Regions from separate parts of the Oryctolagus cuniculus genome. Here region 2 is linked to region 1. A link is a contact called in public Micro-C data. All regions are on one chromosome and are shown on one strand. The core of a region is the stretch at or near the end of the contact, and the rest is flanking DNA. Distances in the headings are between cores, read along the strand shown. Region 1 holds the start of PELP1 (proline, glutamate and leucine rich protein 1). Region 2 holds the start of BACC1 (BPTF associated chromatin complex component 1).

Region 1 (7,591 bases), core at 1,356-3,855:
TACACACAGTGAGAGAGAGAGAGGTCTTCCATCTGCTGGTTCACTCCCCAGATGGCTGCAATGGCTGCAGCTGAGCTGATCTGAAGCCAGGAGCCAGGAGCTTCTTTGGGTCTTCCATGCGGGTGCAAGGGCCCAAAGACTTGGGGCATCTTCCACAGCTTTTCCAGGCCATAGCAGAGTTGGAACAGAAGAGGAGCAGCCAGGACTAGAACTGGTGCTCATATGGGATGCTGGCCGGCGGAGGATTAACCTACTGTGCACAGCACCGGCCCTGGCAGTCTTGAAAGAGAGGTTCAGAGCTGTGGCATAGTGGGTAAAGCCACTGGCACCTCAGCTGCTTCACTTCCAATCCAGCTCCCTGCTGGTGCACCTAGGAAAGCAGCAGAAGATGGCCCAAGTGCTTGGGCCCCTGCACCCACATGGGAGACCTCGCTGAAGCTCCTGGCTTTGGCCTAGCCCAGTTCCAGCCCCAGCCATTGCAGCCATGTGGGCAGTGGGCCGACTGACGGAAGATCTCTCTCTCCGCCTCTGCCTCTCCTTCTCTGTACCTCTGCCTTTCAAATAAATAAATAAATACTTAAAAAAAAAAGAGAGAGATGAAAGAAATCACACATTTGTAAGCAGGACAGATAACAGTTCACAAATGCTCAGGAAAGAAAAGATATGCCTGGGCCTGTTTGTAGATAGGAAAAACATAAGGAAAAAAAAAAAAACACCACCGTAATACAACTGAGAAAAAGGAAGCTTATGAATTAGAGGGAGAGGACTTAGAAAGAAGAGAGAATCCTTAATCAGCTACTGCTTCTGAAACCGGCCTGAGGTGGCAGACAGGGCTTTGTCTCACCTACTGTGCAGTGATGGTGAGGACTAACACACCAGGTTATGTCTCAGCAAAGTGGGGTTAAGTTCACCCTAGAGGGATGCATACAGCTGGGACGGTCTCAAGAAGAAAGGCTTGGGGGGGCCCCCGCCTTCAATGCCGGTGTCCCCTGTGGACACCAGTTCTAGTCCTAGCTGCTCCACACTTCCGACCCAGCTCTCTGCTATGGCCTGGGAGAGCTTGGAGGATGGCCCAGGTCCTGGCGCCCCTGTACCCAGTGGGAGACCCTGAGAAAGCTCCTGGCTCCTGGCGTCAGATCGGCTCAGCTCCAGCCATTACTGCTATTTGGGAAGTGCACCAGTGGATGGAAGACTTCTCTCTCTGTCTCTGCCTCTCTGTAACTCTGCCTTTCAAATAAATAATCTTAAAAAAATTAAATAAAAAAGAACAAAGCTGGACAAGGAAGAGCTCACCACGTGTCTATGTGTGTATTTGGAGGAAAGTGAGTGGGAGGGGATAAAGGAAGGAGAGAATACTAAGGACGCGCCTCTTCTGGCTTAAACACCTTATGTTGTCCTTACGAGTGCCTTCACTTGGCCAAGAAGACGGTGGGTCTCGCTAGGATGGGGACGATGGGGAAGCCACGGAAAGGGGTGCACCGATGTGAAAACTGCTGAGGACAAAGTCAACAGGGCTGGGAAGCTTGCTCGTGGGATTGGGGGGGGGGGGGAGGTGCTTAGGATGATGCTCGGGTTTCTGGCTGGCAGGACTAAATGGATGCTAAATGCTGCCCTTAACGACCTTGCAACCCGGCCGACAAAGCTCTGTCTGCCCACTGCCTACCCACCCCAACGCCTTCTTCCCAGTTTCCTCCTACCCGCGGGGCCTTCCCACACCAAGTTTCCTCGCACGACGGGACCGCCCCTCTCGTTTTCTTTCCTTACCCAAACCCCGCTCATCCTAAGGGTCTCAGCTTAACCTCCAGCTCCTTCGGAAGATCTCTGTAAGTCTCCGGATTAGCTTAGAGCCCCCCTGCTATTCAGTTCTCGCTGTGTTCCACTGCGTTTTGTCCATCGCCATCACGGCCGTAAATGGCGCGCCGAGTAAGGGCTGGGGAAACACTTGCTGAATACGTCCATTAAACCAGTCCCCCCTAAAAACAACCCCAAACAGGTACCGCCAAAGGAAGAAGAGGCTGGGGAAGCTAGCGAGTGAGCAGGCCCCGAATCGAATCCACTCCTGTGTGCCTAGCAATAGCCTAGCAACAGACAACTACGGCCCCATTTACCCGCCCGCAACTCAAGAACTCATAGCGGGTAAAAGAGAAGAAACACGCGGATCTCGTCCGGCCTGACAGCTGTCTCCGCTTTCTGCCCTCAGCTCGCCTCCCCTCCAGCCCCTACGGCAGCTGCAGTGTACCATATTCCCGGCGCACAGGTGCCTCGTCAACCTTCCCACAGGCCCGCGGGCACGCGGGCCACCGACTCACCTGGGCCCCGCCCACCGTTCCATGCAGCCGCAACAGGCACACGAGCCCGGGCAAATGCGGGGCGGAGCGGACTGGAAGATGCACAGGAGCAACGGTGGACCCCGTTCGCGGCTGCAGCAGCCCGGAAACGCTCTCCAGCAGCAGCAGGCGAAGGCGCGGGCCGGAGCCCATCGCCGAGAGACCCCCGGCCCCGCCGGGAACCCCCGCCGGGGAGCCCGCAGAGGGCCCGCTGAGAACGGCGGCCGCCATCTTTCCCGGGCTGGAGTGGTGGCGTGGCGCGATGACGCAAACACATCGCGACGCACGCCTCGTGAGGAGGGGGCGTGAGGAAGGGGCTGTGGTCCTGCGCACTGGTGCATGGAGGCGGATGCCCGGCGCCAGCTGCGAGAGAGCATGCGCGGGGCGGAGGGGCGGGCTGGCGGGGCGGCGGGTGTCGGGTTTTGGGGGTGTCGGATGGCGGGGGGCGGTCCCGCGGAGCAGAAGGGGCACGTGGTCCGGACGGAAGGCGCCTGTGCCCGAAATGTTTCCGTTAAACTTAGGCGCGGGACACTGTCTAGGGAGTCGGTAACCCGCGTCTGAGGAACTGACCCGCTCGCCCGAGGTCCCGGGCATCTGCAACTTCAGAAATTACACATTTTATACATGCCTTGCCGAAACAAATTCAGGCAATACTGAAGGGCCTAGATCAAAAAGAAACTCCCTTTTCTCCAATGCTTTCCTAACTCCGTGCCCAAACGCGTCCACAGCCTGGTTTACCAAACAGTAAGCTCTGGAGGGTTTTTTTTTTTTTTTTCCCGTTTCCTATATTGTGGGTGTCCTTAAAATGCCTTTTTAATATATATATTTATTTATTTATTTGAGAGGTTAGAGGTACAGACAGTGAGAGGGAGACTGAGAGAGGTCTTGATCCGCTGGTTCAGTCCCTCGGGGCTGAGCTGATCAGGAGCCAGGAGCTGCCAGGCGCCCATATGGGAGGACGGCCCCAGGCAGAGGATTAACCTGCTGCACCACAAGCACCAGCTCCCTTTAAATGGCCTTTTAGGGTCCGGCGCTGTGGCGAAGCGGGTTAACGCCCTGGCCTGAAGTGCGGGCATCCCATATGGGCGCCAGTTTGAGACCCGGCTGCTCCACTTCTAATCCAGCTCTCTGCTATGGCCTGGGAAAGCAGTGGAAGATGGCCCAAGTCCTTGGGCCCCTGCACCAGCGTGGGAGACCCGGAAGAAGCTCCTGGCTCCTGGCTCCTGGCTCCTGGCTTCGGATCAGCACAGCTCCAGCAGTTATGGCCAATTGGGGAGTGAACCAGCGGATGGAAGACCTCTCTCTCTCTCTCTCTCTCTCTCTCTCTGCCTCTCCTTCTCTCTGTGTGTAACTCTTTCAAATAAATAATAAATAAATATTTTATAATGGCCTTTTAAGCTGCATGGAGGGAATGAAGTGGATGCCCCATGATTTAACAGTTATTGTTGAATGTTGGTGGACACGGGGCTCTTGCTTGGAGTGTAGCCAAATAATCAGCTTCACACTAAAGTTGCTCAAGGGAAAGCTTTATTTACTTGTGGCCAGGGAAAGAGATGGAGGAAAGGTACAGTTCCTGGAAAACAAAAACACACACATAAAAGTCAGTGGCTAGAACTTTTACAGCAGGTGTAGGAGAGTGTAGGGGGAGGCTTGGTAGACATTGTATACCCCGGCATGGGCTGAGGTCTTTGTGGGTGGGTCTCTGGCGCCCTGTGAGGACACTGTAGCGGGAAAAGCTCTCCTGGGACATCCTTTGAACTACAGGCTCCAGGGGGTCTGCACTTAGGTTTCAGATTCTCTGCCCCTGTGCCTGGGCTGCCTCTGTTTGCCTCAGTTCTGCACTCTTGGTTACAAACAGGGCTGGTGCAGTGTTACACTAACTCGGACACTGCGGTGACCAGGCTAAGACCTCTTGGTGTATCAGAGTCAAATCTGAGAGTCATCTTTGATCTCTCTAATCCTTCAAGTCCTAGCATTCTGCCTCCAAAATACGTCAACCCAATGGGATGCGTTTTTCTGCATTTCTTCTCCAGTGCTCCTCTGGTCCAAGCCACCATTCTCTCTCACCTGGATCTTTTAACAGGCCTTACAAAAGGCTGAGCATTGCTCTCCGTCTCCTTCTTAGTCCTCACAGCAACTCACACACTGTGTTTTCAGATGTGGATCAATAGTGTAGCTCCCCACTTAGAGCCTGTCAGCAGCTTCCAACTGTGGCAAGAATGAAATCCCAGCTCTCCACGTAGGCCTACTAGAACCTGCACGATGCAACGCACACCACAGTACCTTTCCCTTCCTCTATCCTAGAGCCACACTGCCTTCTTTCTGTCATCCAGCAAAGCCTATCCTGACCACAGGGCCTTTGCACAGGCGGGGGACTCTGCTAGAGTAACTGCCCCGGGCTGAGACTGTGGTGCACCAGGCTAAGTGGCTGCTTGTGTATCCAGCATCTCTCTTGGGAGCACCGGTTTGAGTCCCGGCTGCTCTGCTTCTGATCCAGCTCCCTACTCGTGGGCCTGGGAAGACAGTGGGAGATGGCCCAAGAGCTTGGGCCCCAGGGACCCATGACCCATGGGGAAAACCAGGCTCTTATCTTCTGCCTAGGGCAAACCCGGCTGTTGGGGTCATTTGGGGAGTGAACTAGCAAATGGAAGTTCTCTCCCTTTCTCTCTCTGTCTCTCTGTTGCTCTTTCAAATAAATACCCTTTAAAAAAAAAAAGTTCCTTCCCCATTGTGTGATTGATACATGCTGGCATCCTCAGAGTTTTTTATTCTCTTCTCTTATTTTGAAAGGCAGAAAGACCGATGGGGTGAGCCCATACACTGGTTCATTCCACAAATGCTCACAATGGCCAGGACCAGAGTCAGGAGCCAGGAACTCAACCTGGGTCTCCTACACAGGTGGCAGGAACCCAGTGACTTGAGCAGTCGCCGCTGCCTCCCAGGGTCTGTGTGAGCTGGAAGTCAGAGCGAGAGCCGGGCGTTGCACCCAGGCACTCCGCTGAAGGACACCAGTATCTCAACCAGAGGCGAAACGCCCGCATCCCGTGGGCTGCTTCTTCAGCCCTTCCCCTGCCAACGCCATCTCCCTCTGCCCCTTTACCCCGCCTATTTTCTAGAACCTGTAGAAATCCATCTACACTCTTACTTATTAATTTTCTGTGTAAAATGCTCCATTCTTTGTATACTTTCCCAGTACTAACTTTATCTCTTTAAATTCTGTCAATTTGAATGTTGAAAAATCAGATTTTCTTCTTTTGTATTCCCTAACCAGTAGTGACATGGAATAATTTCTCATATGTTGAGTAGATATTTATATTTCTTTTTAATTATCTTTTCATGTGTTCTACCCATTTTCTTATTGGGTTGTTTGCCTTTATTTATTTATTTTTTTATTTTTTGACAGGCAGAGTGGACAGTGAGAGAGAGAGAGAGAGAAAGGTCTTCCTTTGCCGTTGGTTCACCCTCCAATGGCCGCCGCGGCTGGCGCACTGCGGCCGGCGCACCGCCATGATCCGAAGGCAGGAGCCAGGCACCTATCCTGGTCTCCCATGGGGTGCAGGGCCCAAGCACTTGGGCCATCCTCCACTGCACTCCCGGGCCACAGCAGAGAGCTGGCCTGGAAGAGGGGCAACCGGGACAGAATCCGGCACCCCGACCGGGACTAGAACCTGGTGTGCCGGCGCCGCAAGGCGGAGGATTAGCCTAGTGAGCCGCGGCGCCGGTGCCTTTATTTTATTAAGTTTAGGAACTCTTTGTACCTATGAGGAATTTTTTTTTTAAGATTTATTTTTTATTTGAAAGGCAAAGTTACAGAGAGGAGAGGCAGAAAGAGGGAGGTCTTTCATCCGCTGGTTCACTCCCCAGTTGGCTGCAACGGCTGGAGCTGTGCTGATCCAAAGCCAGGAGCCAGGAGCTTCTTCCAGGTCTCCCACGTGGATGCAGGGGCCCATAGACTTGGGCCATCTTCCACTGCTTTCCCAGGCCATAGCAGAGAGCTGGATCAGAAGTGGAGCAGCCAGGACTCAAATTGGCACCCATATGGGATGCCGGCACTGCAGGCAGTGGTGTTACCTGCTATGCCACAGCGCCAGCCCCATGAAGAATTATCCTTATCTACTGCATTACAAAAGGTTTTTACCAACTCGTCCTTTTGTCTTTTTGGAATTGTTAACAATCTCAGGGTTTCTGAAGAAAGCGTTGTGATGAAGGGCGCAGACTCTGGAGCAGGCCTGCTGGGCTCACACAGCAGCTTTGCCTCTTGCTGCTTGCATGAGCCTGCCGCTTACTTAAATGGGTCCCCTTCTTCATCTGTAACATGGGGATAAGTACCGAATCTTACCCCAGGGGTTAGTGAGGGGTAAATGATCTGTCCGGCTGGCACTGCGGCACAGTGGGTGAAGTTCGATCCCATATCGGAACATCTTCAAGTCCCAGCTGCTGCGCTTCCAATCCTGCTCCCTGCTAATTCACCTGGGGAGGCAGCAGCAGATGACCCAAGCCCTCAGGCCCCTGCCACCCACATAGGAGGACCTGCATGAAGTTCCAGGCTCCTGGCTTTGGCCTGGTCCACAGCCCCAGCCATTGCAGCCATTTGGCAAGTGAGCCAGTAAAAGAAAGAACTCTCTCTCTCTTTCCCTCCCTCTGTCACTCTGCCTTTCAAATAAATAAATCTTTTTTTGGTACATTTTATTTATTTTTAGAGGTAGAGCTACAGAAGAGGGAGAGACAGATAAAAGTCTTCCATCTGCTGGTTCATCTCCCTGATAGCCACAATGACACGGGCTGGGCCAGGCCAAAGCCGGGAGCCAGGAGCTTCTTCCAGTTCTCCCACACAGGTGCAGGGGCCCAAGCACTAAGGCCAACTTCCATTGCTTTCCCAGGCCATAGCAGAGAGCTGGATGGGAAGAGGAACAGCCAGCACACAAACTGGCACCCATATAGAATGCAGGCATCGCAGGTGGAGGCTTAGCCCCCTATGCCACAGTACTGGCCCCCAATAAATCTTTTAAAAAATGAGTTGACACTTGTAAACTGCGTGGGACAATGTTCAACATACAGAAGATCCTGTAAAGTGTCAGCTGTAATTACTTATTGACCTGGGGTTTGATATCTTGGGAGGTTTTCCCCAACCCCTAAAGACTTCTGTATTTTCTCCTAAAACGTTCATAGTTGTAGTATGTGTATTTAAATATTTACTTATTTACTTGAAAGTCAGAGTTACATAGAGAGAGAAAGAGAGGCAGAGAGAAAGAGAGAGGTCTTTT
Region 2 (7,629 bases), core at 1,639-4,138, 200 kb before region 1:
AGGGAAGTTTCAGGACTTCTGCCTGCCAGAGGCCCTGGGACTACGTCCTGGCTCCAGAGAGCAAAGTGGAGTCTTTGTTGCCTACACCCAGCTCCCCTGGCTCTAGCAGCACAGAAATATTGGCACCGGGAGGCGAGTCTGCCAATATTGGCTGTGCTGCTCCAGGCGGGGTGGCGAGAGCTACTGGGAGGGGCTGGGCCCCTGAGGGCCGAGGCCAGGAGAGGGAATGGCCCTCTCCTGTTAATAACGTGAGCCCGACAGCACCAAGCTGAGAGACAAATCTTTATTGTTTTCTGTATAAAAATGTCCATCAGACAGAGGTCAAAGGGCTTGGGGCGGATGCTCGTCCAGGACCAGCCAGGCGGCCAGCCCCAGCAGCCTCTGCGCCTCTCTCGGGCAGGCCTCGCTCAGAGTCCCAGGCGATCCACAGGTCCAGGCGAACGGTGAGAGGGCTCGGAGGTGGGAGGTCAGCAGGAGAGCAAAGGAGCTTCAGCGCAGGTCTTTAGGCGGCCAGAACCCAGGGTCAGGCTGTCTGGAACAGGAAGGAGAACAGACCGAGATGGAGCGGGCCCCAAGTAGGCCTCTGAGACAGTGTCCCGGCCCGGCCGGCAGAGTGCACAGGGAAGGGCTCCTGCTGAGATCCTACCCCGCCCCCAGCTGGTGTGGGAGGAGGGGGACTCCTACCCTGGTGGAAGTTGAGTTTCTTGGCCGGAGGAGTTTCTCCCAGCCCTTCAATATCCACCAGGTCGCTATTGGCGTCCGAGTCGTTCAGAGCACTGAGCGTCACGTCTGCGAGGGGGGCACAAGCTAGGCTCTAGGTTCCCGACCACCCCGAGTTCTGTGCTCACCCCATCCGCCCCACCCCCTCCCCCTCTGCCCACCCAGGGGAGAGGAAGCCAGAGGGAGCGGAAGAGCTGTCTTGCTTCGCCCAAGGCCCAGTTCTCTCACTGAGCCTCAGATGGGACCTCTCGCGCCGAGGCAGCGACTCCACCGCCCTCACCGGACTTCTGTTTCTTTACAGGGGGGGCCCCGGCGTCAGGGACGCTGCAGCTGCTGGGCGGGGGGGCAGCCGGGGGAGGCGACAGGACCCCAGAGGCCACCTTCTTGGGCCCTTTCTTGGGTGACTCAGCTGGAAGCGCAACGCCAGAGTCTTCATACACCTTGCGTTTCACAGTGGCCTTTATCTGAGCCCTGAAGAGAAGACAGCCGGTTAGGGAAGGAGTGATCACCAAGTGGGGAGGGTGGGGGAGGAGGGAGCCTCTTCGCAAGAATTTTTGGTGGGGTTCTTTTTCCTGCAGCTTTGCCCTCACACCGGGCGGATGGATGTGAGGAGTGGGCTCCCTGAATTGAGTACGGGGAAAGGCCCACCCCTCCTGAGTCTCTCCTGGGAGAGAGGTGTGGCTGCAGAGGGCCACCAGGTAAGATGGAGACTTATTCATAGATCCCAAGCAATATTCAGAACCGCAATATTCCTGGAAACACTGTGGGAGAATCTCAAGAGATCTGTCGGATTACCCAGGGAACCTTGTGGGTCAAATGCAGTGATCGTGTCTCTCAGACAACCTGAAATCAGATTCTTGGAAGGCCCTCATTGCCAGGGCATTTTTGGGATGTCTGACCAACGTGACCATCCTTGTGTGTTTGCAGTCCTCAAGGGAGGACACGGAGCTGCAAGGGACTTGTGATGAGGGTGGAAGGAAGGGTGAGGGGAGGAAAAGGGCCCGCCCCCCGTTCTCTGCCCGCCTCCCTCCCTCACACGGTCCGTTCCTTGATGACACAGCTGATGTGATTAAGATCGTCCCCAAATCGTTTCACAGCAGCCCTCAGCATCTCTATCTCGGTGTCCGTCCACTTGGCTCTGTCGGGAGGGGAGAGGGGTCAGCAGAATGGGGAGAGGCGTGGAGCGAGCCGGCTGGCGGGGCCACAGCCGGCCAGTCGCCGCCTCCCGGTCTCTGGGGCCCCGGTCACGGATCCATAGAGAGGCCCTCTGTAAGGAGAAGAAAAGCTTGGAGGACCCCCCGGCTGCGGGAAATCGGGACACCTCGGACCACCTCTCTCTCCCATCAACGTGAAAGCCTCGCAACCTGCACCCTAGCAGTCTGCAGCAGCCCGAGGAACGGGAGTGGGTGGTCGTGGCGGGGGTACGACGGGGAAGTAGTGCGGGGCGGGGCCTGTCTGCATCTGTCACTCACTCACTCGACGATCACTTATTAACACCTGCTCCGGCTGTGCCAGCCACAGGGAAACTAACCGCTGTCCCTGCGCTAGAGAGGGTCCGCGTCCGCGTGGAGTCCGAGCGTCCGCCCTCAGCGTCCACGTCCCAGCCCGGGCTCACGTACCCCGCGGGAGAAGAGTCGGCCACGGGATGCAGTTGCATCGTCAGCTCCCCGAGCTTCGTGAAGGCGGCGCCCGCCGCAGAGAAGATCTCCCCGACCTGGGGGCGGGGCAGCATGACAGGGGGCCGGCGCACACCCCCGCGCCGGCCCGCCCGGAGCCCCTAGCCCCACCCCGGCTCGGCTCCCGCCCGCCCCCCGCCCGCGGCGGAAGAGCCGGGAGCCAAGCGGGGGACCCGCCCGCCCGTGGCCGCCAGGGAGCGCTGTCCGCGAGGGAGGTCGAACCTTTGTGGACGCTGACGTCATGGCCCCGCGCACCTCCTCAGGGAGACGCTGCCGCCGCCGCCGCCGCCGCCGCCACGCGAGCCGGGACCACGGAAGGAGCCTGGCTGCCGCGCCGCTCCGGGCTCCGTGCAGGAAGTCCCGCCCTCCCCGCCGCTGATTGGCCCAAGCCCTGCCGTTCCCGCCTCACCGACCGCAGTCACTGGGGCCGCCCGGGCGCGCCGAGGGAAGGAGTGGTGGAAGGCGTCGCCTCACTTCCGGTCAGCCCCATTCCATTTCCGCCCGGGGGTCGGGGTTCCCGGTCTGAGTCTGACCTCCGGCCCGCCCCCTCACGCAAGCACAGACACAAGTTTTAAGAGAGCAGCTTCTCTTTATTGTGGTACGGGACGAGGCTGGGAGGGCTGGGGAGCCAGGGGGCGGCCAACCCAGGCTCCCTCCGCTGGGGCTGCCAGAGGCCGGCGGACAGGGGTTCAAGACTGGCCGAGGTGGGGGGCACCCAGTCCCGCAGAGCGCGCCAGTGACCTGGGCCGGGGAGAGTCTTATAAATAGAGGACGGGGCTGGCGAGGGCAGCAGGGACCCTGCTCTAGCGCACCATGTATTCCTTGCGCTTATTGAGCCGGACTTGGCAGAAAGAGAAGCCTCCCAGGAGGAGGTAGAGGCCCGCGGCGATGAAGCAGTTGTAGCTGACTTGCTCATAAAGCTTGTATATGTTCTGGGGGCCGTTCCTGGAGGCGCGGATTAGGCAGAGAAACGGCGAGCGTTAATAGCAGCCAACACTCAACGGCGCAGTTCCTGTGCGCCTCGCTGTCAGTCCTACGGGGCGAGTGCCACAGTGCCCGCTTTGCAGAGGGGGACTGAGCTGGGCGTACGATGGCCGCTGAGGCCTGACCCCTACACGGCTGGCCAGCTGCTTCCTCCAGCGCCCCCAAGCATCCCGCCCTTAAGTCAGACTTTAGCCACCTGCCCACCTCCCCACCCGACTACTTACTCAAAGTCTTTCTCCGTGAAGGGAACGTCCTCGATTAGCACTGCAGAATGGACATTGAAAAATATTCCGAGCATTATCTTAAAAAAAAAAAAAAAAAAAAAAAAGGAATGGGTAGATTGTAGGACTCAGGCACCTGACTTCCTGGTTACCCCCTAAACCCCTTCTATTTCTAATATTGCCACAACACCTGGGCCTGGGATGGACCAGAATGAACCAGGATTAGGGGCGGCTGCTGCCGGCTTCGGACTCAGCCGCCTGGAACAGGGCGTGCGGTGGCGATGCCGAGACGGGTGATGGGACAAGCGCTTTCCCAGGAACCCACATTGTCCTCCTCCCCAGAAGCGTCACCCTCACGGGACAGGGCGGAAGACGTGAGGGAGGACCGCCACTTCTTCAAATCATTTCTTCTGGAAGTGGGGGCGGGTGGAGCCCGCTACCCTCTTCGGGAACGAGCACCCCTTATGCCCTGTACCCTCCGTTCGACCCAAGCATCTCTCAGGACCCCAACCCCAGCTCCCATTCTAGGCTCCAGTCCCACCACCCGCTAGGCTCCAGTTCCCTCTTCTGCAGCCTCAGTTCGGTCTCGTTTCGCACCAGCCCCGCCATCCTGCCTGCTGCTGGCCCAGGCCCGGAGTTGCCTAGCCTTCGGCCCCGCAGGCTCGCCACCGATTCACGCTGGGCAGCCCCCTCACCAACATGATCACTCCCCAGGCGCTGAGGACGATGCCGCAGGCGGCCAGCTTCGGCCCACAGCACAGGAGCGACGCCATGGAGACGGGAACGGGAGATCGCCCAGGAGCAAGCCGAACAGAGGGGCGGTAAGAAGCCCTGGATGCGCCGGCGGCCAGCGAGCTGCGCTCCGGGGCTCCCGCGGCAGAGGACGGCCTAGGGGGCGTGGCCTCCGGCCTCAACCACCCTCCTGGGGGCGGCAGGCGGTGGACGCTCGGGGTCCTCTAGGGAATTCGGCGCGAGAAGGAGGCCTCTGAAACTTGAGTAGCCTTTCCAGAGTCCCTTCGTGACCCGTGTAGCTCGGAAATATTGCAAGAGCAGGAGTCTCGTGTCTTGGCTCCCCCTCCCCAGGCTGGAATGGTAGGCGCCGCCACGCCACGTGACCAACTTTGGCCGTCACGTGACGAGGAAGTAGCCGCAGCCAGGCTTCGGGAGAGAGACTGACGGTGGCAGAGCTCGGGAATTCGGGCTGTTGTGACCCGAGGGTTGGAGTCATCTAGTTTTCCCCTCAGACACTTAAGTTTCGGGTGATATCTGTGCAGGGGAAGTGGTAAGTGAGACAGGGATTCCCTTCGAGAGAGGCCATTCCCAGCTCTGCTCACCTCCCCCCTTGAACATAGGTGTTGGCGCAGAGAAAGGGGGTCGGAGCCCCTTCCTGAGGCTCAGCGTGCTGTCGTGGCTAGAACGCCGCGTTTAGGATACTGTTAGCGTTTTTAGCATCACACTTGGGTGCGGTATAGTTCAGGATGGGGTAGGGAAAGCAGCAGACCCCGTGAGCACGCTGTGAGGGTGAGCAGCCCTGCGGTCTGCACCAGAGGTAGGGGTAGGTACACGGCAATGTCTCCTTGCCCCCTGCTGTAAGCAAAGGGAGGGGTCAGAGGTTGAGTAAGGTCGGGGATGAGATATTAAAGGAACGTTTGCATACTTGGTAGAGACAGATTTGTACCAGTTTTTCAGGAAGGTTAGGGAGACTTGGAGCACACAATTTTCTAGTGAACTTGTATCCATTATTATGAGGACAATGACCACAGTAAAATTGAGTGACCATTTGGTCCTGAGACCCCAAAGACCAAATGGAGAAATACTGTCTTCATCTAGAGTAACTTAGTACATACAGGTTTTGTTTTTTTTAATTAATTAATTTATTTTTTTCATTTTAAAATTACAATTTTATTTGCTTCAGTCCAGGCTGGGGTATACTTGCTAATGATACAAAGACTTTGAATTTTATTACTTTATTAGAACAGCTCACTATTTCATTTAGTGATTCATTTATTCCCTTTTCCATAATTTTCCTTCCATCTACATAAAGGCAATAACTCTAATGTGTTTGATGTCCATTTTCTACATTGTGTCTTTTAAATATTTTATAAAATCTTACACTATTAAAACAGATTTCCAAAACCAAACTATATCTCTACCTTACTTTTTCAACGATGCTGTTTTTGAGCATGGTAAAAAAAATAGCAAAGTTTTTCTCCTTATTTGATGTGTGACTGAGTGTTGTGCTTTTTCTTGTTTGTTTTTATATTTTTTAATACAAAATTGTGGAAAGTACTAGTTAGGGTAAAGGACCAGAACAAAATAAATGACCTATAATTGTAGTGTCTAAAAATAGGTAGCATATTGGTTTGCATTTTTTAATTTACTTATTAGAAAGTCAGAGATGGAGGAAGAGAGTGAGATTTTCCATCCACTGGTTCGTTCCCCGAGTGGCTGCAGCGGCCAAGGCTGAGCTAGGCTGAAGCAGGAGTTTCATCCAGGTCTCCCACTTGGGTGGTGGGGACCCAGACTCTTGGGCTGTCTCCCACTGGTTTCTCTAGGCCATTAGCATGGAACTGGATCAGAAGTGGAGCGGCCAGGAATTGAACTGGTGCCCATATGGGATGCCAGCATCGCATGCAATGGCTTTACTTGCTATGCTACAATGCCAGTCCTCACACACTTTTTTTTTTTTAATTTTTAAAGATTTATTTTATTTATTTGAAAGAGTTATATAGAGAGGTATAGACAGAGAGGCCTTCCATCCACTGGTTCACTCCCTAAATGGCTGCAACAGCCAGAGCTAGGCCATCCTGAAGCCAGGAGCCAGGGGCTTCTTCTGGGTCTCCCATGTGGGTTCAGGGGCCCAAGGACTTGGGCCATCTGCCATTGCTTTCGTAGGTGCATTAGCAGGGAGCTAGATCTGAAGTGGAACAGCTGAGACTTGAACCGACACCCATATGGGATGCCAGCACTGAAGGCTGGGCTTTAACCCTCTGCACCATAGCCCTGGCTCCTACATACTGTTTTTGAAATGGTTGTGAAAGAGAACTTGGAATTTGGGAAACACGTGGAGCTCCCAGGGTATTAAAGGGGCTGGGAAAGTGGAATTGAAACATGAATTTTGTTATCTTTTCTGTTTGGGACTGTCTAGGGAGGGAAGGCATTTTGAGGCCAAAGTTTTTATTTTGCCCCAGGAGCACCACTCTTACTCAGGGACTTTGGGGAGTACATGTATGAATGGGAGGAATAGGGGTCAGGAATTTGTAAGCTGGTCACCAAGCAACTAGCTAGTTCCTGGGAAAGGAGAATAAATGGAAGTAGCTGATTTCTCTGACTCTCCCTGTACCGCCATCCACCCCACCCCCAAGCTCTTGGGTGTTTTGGAATTACCATCAGAGATCCAAGTTAGTGCAGGCTACCAGGGCCAAATTCACCTTGTAACTTGTGCACATCCCTGAAGCAAAGCACATTTAAAACATGTTTTTGCATTCTATTATTAAAGATTTATTCAGTTATTTGAAAAGCAGATATATATATGTGTATATATATACATATATATGTATATATATGTGTGTGTGTATATATATATATATATATATATAGAGAGAGAGAGAGAGAGAGAGAGAGAGAGAGAGAGAGAGAAACATCTTCTATCTGCTAGTTCACTCCCCAAAATGCTTCAGTGGAAGCCAGGCACCAAGAATTCCATCTGGGTCTCCCACGTGGGTGGCGAGGACCCAAGAACTTGGGTCATCTTTTTGCTGCTTTTCCCAGGCCATTAGCAGGGAGCTGGATCAGAAGCAGAGCAGCTCGCACTGGAACCGGTGCCCATATGGGATGCCGGTGTTGCAAGTGGCAACTTTACCCACTGTGCCACAACAGCAGCCCCCCCGCTTCATTTTAAAATGGCTGAATAAACCTAAGTATGAGTGCTTGGAGACCTGTGAAGGTCATATATTGGTGTATTCCATGAATCGAGTTGTATTGGCACACAACCACACTTGTTTGTTTCTGTATCGTCTGTGCCTAGA

Evidence for each region. Hi-C and Micro-C count contacts between places; a contact is called where the count stands out from the background.
Region 2: a Micro-C map of ear pinna shows a contact between it and region 1, with 4 times the contacts expected there. The contact joins the promoter of BACC1 here to the promoter of PELP1 in region 1. A contact is called at or near these places in 3 of 6 Hi-C or Micro-C datasets (ear pinna, skin fibroblasts and an unstated tissue).

The regions. Positions count from the first base shown.
Region 1 is chr17:51,511,525-51,519,115 of mOryCun1.1, reverse strand. PELP1 (proline, glutamate and leucine rich protein 1) reads right to left here and starts at 2,605. Exons shown (of 17, transcript XM_002718821.5): 1 at 2,310-2,605. The coding sequence starts at 2,558.
Region 2 is chr17:51,716,249-51,723,877 of mOryCun1.1, reverse strand. BACC1 (BPTF associated chromatin complex component 1) reads right to left here and starts at 2,888. Exons shown (of 6, transcript XM_017349026.3): 1 at 2,619-2,888; 2 at 2,340-2,434; 3 at 1,757-1,858; 4 at 1,001-1,191; 5 at 685-789; 6 at 270-528. The coding sequence starts at 2,639. The coding sequence ends at 524. RNASEK (ribonuclease K) reads right to left here and starts at 4,682. Exons shown (of 3, transcript XM_008270821.4): 1 at 4,297-4,682; 2 at 3,605-3,681; 3 at 2,966-3,341. The coding sequence starts at 4,374. The coding sequence ends at 3,200. ALOX12 (arachidonate 12-lipoxygenase, 12S type) reads right to left here. Exons shown (of 14, transcript XR_007911417.2): 14 at 4,739-7,629. MIR195 (microRNA mir-195) reads left to right here and starts at 104; the gene lies at 104-167. It also overlaps LOC103351478.